2 separate regions of the Danio rerio genome follow, and region 1 is linked to region 2. A link is a contact called in public Micro-C data. All regions are on one chromosome and are shown on one strand. The core of a region is the stretch at or near the end of the contact, and the rest is flanking DNA. Distances in the headings are between cores, read along the strand shown. Region 1 holds the start of mpp7a (MAGUK p55 scaffold protein 7a). Region 2 holds the start of mkxa (mohawk homeobox a).

Evidence for each region. A called contact is a pair of places that touch in the nucleus more often than the background predicts.
Region 1: a contact with region 2 is called in a Micro-C map of caudal fin, with 8 times the contacts expected there. The contact joins the promoter of mpp7a here to the promoter of mkxa in region 2. A contact is called at or near these places in 1 of 18 Hi-C or Micro-C datasets (caudal fin) and 1 of 4 datasets of contacts at active chromatin or transcription factors (caudal fin).

What each region holds. Positions count from the first base shown.
Region 1 is chr12:25,033,558-25,037,996 of GRCz12tu, reverse strand. mpp7a (MAGUK p55 scaffold protein 7a) reads left to right here and starts at 2,470. Exons shown (of 16, transcript NM_130976.1): 1 at 2,470-2,515. The coding sequence starts at 2,479.
Region 2 is chr12:24,721,732-24,726,243 of GRCz12tu, reverse strand. It overlaps mkxa (mohawk homeobox a), which reads left to right and starts at 2,726. Exons shown (of 7, transcript NM_001098733.2): 1 at 2,726-2,829; 2 at 3,492-3,769. The coding sequence starts at 3,594.

The sequences.
Region 1 (4,439 bases), core at 1,221-3,720, 310 kb before region 2:
GGCTATTTCTCCTCAACTTTTTTTTCACTTTTCGACCCGGATGTGATATTGTTTAAATGACTCAGAACAGACATGGTGCTCCTGTCAAATTTACACTAGTTTTTCCTCCATTTCAAATAAACTGAAAATGAGCATTTTTAACTTCTCCCCCAACCCCCCGCTGGCCTGAAGATACCCATGCTAGTGGATTTTGCTCTCTCATTGGTTGTAGGTGATTGCCGATGTTGTTTTCAATCAGAAAACATTTCACACGGCATGATTTGAATGACAGACAGGTCCACATATTTAGCATGTCAAATATCTCATGGGTGTCGGCGACTAATCGGCGATTCTCTCATATCGCATTTTTGAAAGTTCACATTGCATGATTGTCACTCACGTGAACGAGCACCGATATGCCTGTGATTTCAGGCATTTGTCGCTGATTTCTCAAAACCTGTTGGTGAATCAAAATTGGGGCTAAAACCATGCCGTCTGAACTTGGCATAAGCAGAAAAAATCGCATGGATTCTGATTTTTTCATATCATATTCAGGGCTTTTTCTTGCAGTATATGAAAATGTATCCAGTATGAATTGGATCTGTGTTCTCATGTAAGCAGGTAGTTTGGATTTTCACCTGTCTGATTACTTTTCTTCCATAATTTATAGTAAAACAACCTGTCAAAAAGAATAAAAAAAAAAAAGTTAACCCTGCGAACAGATTAAATATAGGAATGAAGAAATCTTTTATTATCAGCTGTCAGTCAGCGGCCACTTTTTTACCTAGTCATTGCATCTTTGCTGTCTCCAGTGTAAATGCAGTCAATTGGATAAAAGTCATGTTAAAAAGATGATGTAAGTGGGTTGTCAAAAAAATCAGATATAGTCACATAATCGGATTTAACCATCAAGATCTGCAGTGTAAATGCAGTCTTGGTTGTTCAAGTGTAAAACAAGATAAAAACCTATTTATGCAGCATGATCAGCAGGCTAGCGAAGAAACTCTATTGAAAATACTGGAGTAAAATAAATGTTCATAAAACATGCTGTGGGAAAATGTCATTTAATGGAATGCTGCTTATACAAAATGAGACCAACCTTAAATCGAATATCAATCAGGCAGTGAAGATCATTGATTTTTAAAGAAAACAGACCTTAAACGTGCCAATTTTATAACTGCATGCAGTTCACCAGTGCTTCACTCAGGTTACTGCAAAATTGAAAGTCCTTCTGCATACTTCTGCATCCATTTTAATAAAACTTTAAACAAAGGTTTTATGTATTTAAACCATATTGTTATATAGAGTAAGTATTTTTCCATTTACATCTGAACGATTATTCATGCTGCTGTTTCTGTGGAATGCGGTGTGCATGATAAAATTTGTTAAAAGTTCTCCACGTATTTAGTTTGAGGATACTAACCTGGACATGGACTGTTGTGCATACATTTGTCCATTTTTTAATTTTATTTTAAAGAAAGCGCATGTTGGAAAAAAAGGTGTATACAACTAGCGTTTTCTTGTTTTGAGACTGTTTAAAATATGTTGCTAAGAAACAAAACAAATAAAAAATTTTTTAGCTTGGTGAAAAATCTTTTTCCTTAAATTCTTTAGTGTTTAGCCCAGTGTGAGTCTGAAACCTGCAGAAACTCTGGTGTGTGTATAAATATGTATATATTTATATATATATATACACACTACACACGCACAATACATGCAAGTAATAATTTTGATAAGAGTTTTTAATTTTTCTTCGTAAATGGAATTTTCTCTGAAGATTCACATAATGGCTGCAGCTTGTATGTTGTTGTTGGCTGAAATGGCACCACTAGATGGCAGCAGTGTTCTTTAGTATTATCAGATAGCAGCATATGATTGAATCTCCAGCATACCTTTCATTGCAATCATCTCTCTCTCTTTTCTGTCTCTCTCTCTCTCTTCCTTTGGATTCTTGCTCCACAAACCTGATACTGTGTGATCTATATAGAGCAAGTATGGTTGCCCCCACCTTCCTCTTTCCATCTCTCAGTTTTTCATTTGTTCTTTCAGGCCACCGGTTACAGGTCTTTGGGGTGACATAAAGGTTTCAGGTGCTTTCGGTGCCGCGGCACGGATCCGGGCAGGCACAAGGCCCTGGATGGAATAAAACATAAATTGGAATTGATTCGGGGAACATTCAGGCCTAATGCATCTCTGTCTCTTTCATTCTGTTTCCTCATTTCTTTTTCTGTTCCTTTGCCTTGCATCTTCCTCCGTTTGAACTCCTCATTAGATATTACAAAGTGAGCTCTGTTTGAAGGGCTTGTCCTGTTTGAATCTGTGTATGTGTGCTCGAATAAGAACTTTTTTTTAATGAATGCATTTATTTTTTTTTTTTTGTAGATTTGCCAATGACATAACCAAGGGTTTACAGACTCTTCCTGGGGTCGAGTCGTCCATCCCCAACATTGCTGGGTTGTTACACGTGTGAAGTTTAGAGGAAGCAGATCTTCTGTCATCATGCCGGCCCTCTCCTCCAGATCCGGCAGTGAGATGGGTAACTGATTTAAAACGTTTTAAAAAGTTTTTTGAACACCTTCTTTATAAAACCGTTAGGTCTATTGCCTATATGTGTACTGTATATGACCTAATGCAAAGTTTGAGGTTAGTAAACTATCAAGTTTAATTGTTTTTTACTTTTTGTAAAATGCATTTATAAAACAGTTTTATTATTATAATTTGCCCCTTTGCACCTTTAGGTAAATTTTTTCCATAGAATGTTTAAAATGCACATCTTTTAATGCAAAATAAAATTAATAATAATAGTAATTATAATAATTAATAAATAAATAAATAAATAAATAAATAAATAAATAAATAAATAAATAAATAAATAAATAAATAAATAAATAAAAAAATACCTTAATGCAAACAACTTCAATTTTGCAAAACAAATAAATAAAAAAAATAAATGAATAGATTTGACACTTATTTACATTTAGACTAATTTATTCTAGGCCCAAATTAGCATCTTAATGGCAGAAATTGCCACTTTGCAACCCATTGAAATGGAAATATTTAATCCAATTTAATTAATTAATTCATTAATTAACTTTCCTTCGGTTTAGTCCTTTTATTAATCAGGGGTCACCACAGCGGAATGAACCGCCAACATATTTAACAACATATTACATTTCCCAGTACTGAGAAACACTTATACACTCACATTCTCTCTCTCTCTCACACACACACACACACACACACACACACACACACACACACACACACACACACATTTTATTCATTTATACAGACGCACAGTTTATTCAATCGACCTATAGCGCAAGTCTTTGGACTGTGAGGGAACCCAGAGCACTTGGAGGAAACCCACACCAACACGGGGAGAACATGCAAATTCCACACAGAAATGACAACCGACCCAGCCGAGACTTGAACCAGCGACCTTGCTTTTAGGCGACAGTGCTAACCATTTAGCCACTGTGTCACCCTATTATTTCCCGATGTCTATTATTATTATTATTAGTTAATAGGGGTTCTGTCTGTTGGAAAGGCTTCAGAATTAAAATGACTTAACTATTCATTTTTGGTTATTGTGGCCTGTGGAAAAGGTTTGCACGTTATTGGGAAAAATCTGATATTGCGATATTTTGTTCTGTTGCGATATGAATACAATTTCACCAGGTGATTTAAATAGCTCTATTAGGAAAGATTTCAATTATTTAATTTGACTGGGGTGATTTAAGTCTTTTTCTATGAAGTGGATCTGCATAAAATATAACAAATAATAAAAGTTAAATAAATAGTCCTTTATGGTCTTAACAATAATCAAATGCAAAAAAATTAACGATCTAACTTAAAATAACAAGATCATCATTGTATAATTAATTTTATACAATAATACAAAAATTCCTGTGTTTTCTTTTTTTGTGTGTTTAATATATAATCTAATACTGTGATGTGGCTATTGCAGATACACACATTGCAATATTGGTGCACTATTGTGGATACACACATTGCAATATCAGTGCTCAGATGATATATTGTTTAGTCCTATTATGGATCATATACTCATTATTATTATTATTATTACTATTATTATTATTAATATCATTATTATTTGTTTATTCATTTGTTTTGCTTCTTCTGAGCCTTGCTATTCAATTTAATTATATAATATCTATGATTAAGTGGATTATAGTTGTGTTTGTATGTACTGTATATTTGTTCATATTCTTTTTTCACTGTGACCCCCCCCAACAACCCCCCCCCCCCCCCACACACACACACAAATGAAGCATTAAAATGAATGCAGTTTCTAATAATTTACTTTAAAAACTAAGTTTAGCATTGAGTATTGATTAAATTCTGTTAATTGAAATAAAGCGTTCAAGTCAGGAAAGAATTGAATTAGCATAGTTACGGAAAATCTGTGTTCATGAAATTGGCCAAAGAAAAATTAA
Region 2 (4,512 bases), core at 1,477-3,976:
TCCGCTGTGACGACCCTAGATTAATAAAGGAACTAAGCCAAAAAGAAAATGAATGGATGGAAATGGGGTGTACTCATGCTGAGACCTATGACACACACACACACACACAGCAATTTGTTACAGTGTTAAATTTCTAAATGAATAGTTCACTTTGTTCTTTAATAAATTACTGGACAGTCAGGAAATTAGTGCACCAAATTACCTAATAGTTATATTCCAGCAACAAATCATGCAGTACTGTAGGTTTGCAACAACAGAACTCTTTGTAATTGGCATTAACTCAAAGGATCTGTGATTGTGTAGTTGTGAAGTTTAAATGCATTTTGTTTTTAGAAGACAAATATGGCTGCAATACAATGTATCAAAGTTTGAGAGATTAGCATGAACAACCACTAAGTTGTCCCTCAAAAAAAAAAAAAATACAATAGCCTTACTCTCATCCCCAGTCTTTTGTATGTTCTCATCAGCCACTGAAAATGAGAAGCTGTTTTGCGACTTTGGTAGGATAGAAACACTACAAATAAACCTAGATCCTAAATAAGACACTTGGTCTGGCAGATACCCAAAGAATCAGGGCCGTTTACTGGCGAAGTGGGTCATTACACTATCAGCGAGGCTTCAGAGAGCACATTATCTCTCCCACTACCACACCTTTACGCCGTAGGCATCCCACAGAATGAAGCACGCCACTGAGTGATGTGTGATTGTACCTGCCCAAGGGTATGTGGTCAGTCTGGATATGCCACCGTTAGAGTAAACATGTGGGCGACCACATAAATCCGGACAGGCGAGAGAGAATAAGAGAAAAGACATCATTTCAGTGGTTGATTGCGGTCGAGCATAACTGTCCCTTTCTCTCCATTGCATTCACTGGGGCTGTGAGTCATCCGGGTGATGTCCGGGAGAGTTTGTTCATTAAATAGGTAAAAATACACCCAAATAAAAGGAACACGCCAATTATACGGGGCGTAAGGAGCACACATGTGCCTCCGAGTTTAGTCACTTCACCTCCAAACACTACCCTGGATAAACCCGAAAGACACAGTCAATGGCATTCAATGCGACGTGTAAGTCGTGTAATTTGGGAAAATGAGAGGGTACCAGATTCACATCGACGCTCGCGAGAGAACTCACGCGAGCCGCGTTTCCTCAGCACGCGAAGTCTCCAGATAAAGCGTCGCACATGGCGTTGATGTAATTAATTTGTTTATATATTGGTTTATAGAGGTTCTCGAGCGAACTGGAATAGAAGTAATTGTAGACCTCGCTAACCATGTTTGGAAAAGAATTAGGATGTTCATTGAAGTGATCCCGCTCTCGAAATGTTAAGACAATAAAAGTGAGGTCTTGAGGGATTTTGTGTCCTAGCAGTAAGCGTTTTGGGTGAACCCAGACTTCCGCGAGGTCTTCCGTTATTACAGGGAATAAAACCAGATTTATTATTAAAAGATATCATGCCATTTGATGTGGAGTATTATATGTAACATATATTAGATTACATTTTCAAGCGTTACATTTTTGCAATGAAGTCAATGAGCATGAATAATAATTAATCAATAATTCTTTATTAATAATATTGAGCTGAAACACTAGAAAAACTTGGGTATTATAAATCTAAAAAATTGTCACATTTGAGCTTGTATCTCAAAATAATTAAATAGGATATAAGTCAATCAATCAATCTTGTTTGGCCGCATTCCCATCGTTTTTTAATGTCATACTGCTTTCAGGTTTTAGGGCAATGTTTAGATTGAAAAACTAAAAACAAAATTTTGTTTCTATGATCAATTAGTCATGACAGCGTGTGTTTTTTGTTCATAACTTATAAAACTAAGTTCATGTTCAATTTTGTAAGTTATGCAAGCTGTTTTAAGTCAGTTTAACATAATTTAAATTCAATGCCAACCAAGTAAGGTTAATTTGGTTCAACTTAAAAAAAACAAAACAAAACAGGGCAACCAGATTTTTTTACAGGGCAAGCATTAAAAAAAGGTTTAGCAACAATATTCTATCATCATCATCATCATCATCATCATCACTATATTATTATGTTATTATGTATTACCATTTGTAAAACTCCAGCTTTAATAACAACAATGGTGTTTTACTATTAAAAATATTACAATTATTAAATATTATTTATTTTTAGTTAATTTTAATAGGCTAGTTAATTCTCGTAAGAATTTGCCCATAATATGCTATAAAACGTCTTCAATACGGGTTACAATATATGTAGCTAATTGAAAGTTTCTAGACTAAAATGGAAATTTGATATCAGCAGATATAGTATGCCTAATATTTCTCCTATAATAAATTCATATGGTATTCCCTTCAGCAGTCAGTCTACATCTAAATGACTTGTTTCTCCACTTGAGACTACAAATCTGTTGCACGTCAGAATTGTGTCTGTTTTGCCCATCAGACTGAGGTGAAGCTGCTTGTGATAAACTGCGTGCAGTCACACCAGCTCTGGCTGATATTAGTAACTCTATACAACTCTCATTCAGTCGGGTGATGGACGCGGTCCAGACGTGAACCCACACAAGGGAATACACTGTTGCACTGGCTGTGTCCCGGTAGCCTCCCCCTGCACGGCGGCGGAACCGGCATAAAACATTCACAGTATGTTCGCCGTCTGAGCCGCTTAGCTGGGAAACACGAGACGAGTCGTGGATTCATGTTCCCGGGCGCGCTTGAATAAAGCGCAGAGGCGAAAGCGGTTCGTGTGGTTTGCGCGCAGGATCTTAGAGCGGAGAACATGTAAGAGGGAATGGGAAACTGGAAACTGGATTACACTTTACAGAAAGACGCAGAAGGAGGAATACACAGGTACGCGCATTCAGCCCACATTCCACAACTGTTTTCAGTCATGACTTGTAAATGTTTTCACTCTGTCGGGTCACTTTCATTCAACTGCACGAAAGGGATGATTCATTAAGTTTTGATGTTTGGTTTATTTCATCGCTTTCCCTGGACAGCAATGACCTCAAATTGTTGACATTTGTTTATGTGAAGTTTTGCAGGATGCTTGCTGTACCGAGTTGTAAATAAACCCCTAAGTGCTGTCAAAACGTTTATTAGAGCTTACATGAAATTAAACAGCAAATGCATTCATTTTTCTATATTTAAAATACACATTGTCTTGTGAAATGAACTGTGTTACTGACCGGTCAAATAAGAATTATAGAGCTGCATGTGCCAAATGTGCATCATTCATTCTGAATACTTGTGCAAAGTTTACATAAACAAAACTCTACAGAAGTTACAAACAAACCAAGTTCATCAGTTTGGTCAATGTTCCTCACTAGAGTCTGTCAGACTCGCGCGCTGAATGACTTTTGCGCGTTTGTTGTGGTTAAATTCTTATTGCTCCTATTAACGGTACATTTAAAAATACCGTCGTTATGCTGCCGAATATTGTTTCCAAATGTACGTCTGGGTCAACTCACGGCTGACATAGAACATAATTGTCATTTTATTCTGCTTCACAGGATTTTTACAGGGCGCTGCGGCTCCGTTGAGTAGGACATCCGCACGGCTGCCAAGCACTTTCAGCGGAAACACGGGGGAAAAGGAGGACTAATATACCAAAGATGAACACAATTGTGTTTAATAAGTTAAGCAGCCAGGTCTTATTCGAGGAGAAGGCGAATGAGGTGGAAAGAAGCAGTCGCAATTATCTAGAGGTGATAGACGGGCAGCATCCGGACCTGCTCTCCAGCAGCCCAGTCCTCAAAGACAGCTCCGCTATCCGGCACAGGAGATCAGGGTATGTCAGAAGACCTCACGGTCTTTTCTGAAATTTACCTCAGATGCTTTATAATTAAACATTATTACATCCCTCCAAAATGTAGACTGTGATTTTATTGATGAGCTTGCACATATTTTTGTTTATCATCTTTTAATTAGATTTTCTGTTCTCAAATGTTTTTAATGGCTGCGGCCGCTTTGGCTGGACTTTTAAAATGAGTAGGTTTCATCTTCACTGTAAATAATTGGGACTTTAAACATTTCTTTTTATTGACGTGAATAATTAGGCTAAACATTCTGTAAAAATACTTTAGAGGAGAAAGTGCATATTGCCTGTTAAAGTCATCTGTGGTCATTTTAACGCTGTTAATGCTTTTAAGCGCGTGACAGCACGGAGAACCTTATTAAAGATAAACATCAAGTTGTTCAATTTGAGGGCCAAGCGGTGAAAAGCGGTGGCACGTCCAACTGTTTGACTTTTCACAGTCCTTTTGTTTTCTTTCCATAGATTTTGAGCTCAGTTGTGGTTTGAGAGCATATGGTTTGAATTTACAGCCTGCTTGGCGACTTCTTATCTAGGATACGTTGAGGTCTCAGAAAGAGAATTGCAGGAAATTAATATTCACAATTCAATTAAGTCGCTGTCGATGGTGCTGAATTAGCAGGGGCTTGTCGATCGGGTACATGAGGTCATTCGTGTTCGGTAGCGAATTTAAAACACGTCCAGGTCTGTTTCTAATAAATAAACATTTCCTTCAACTG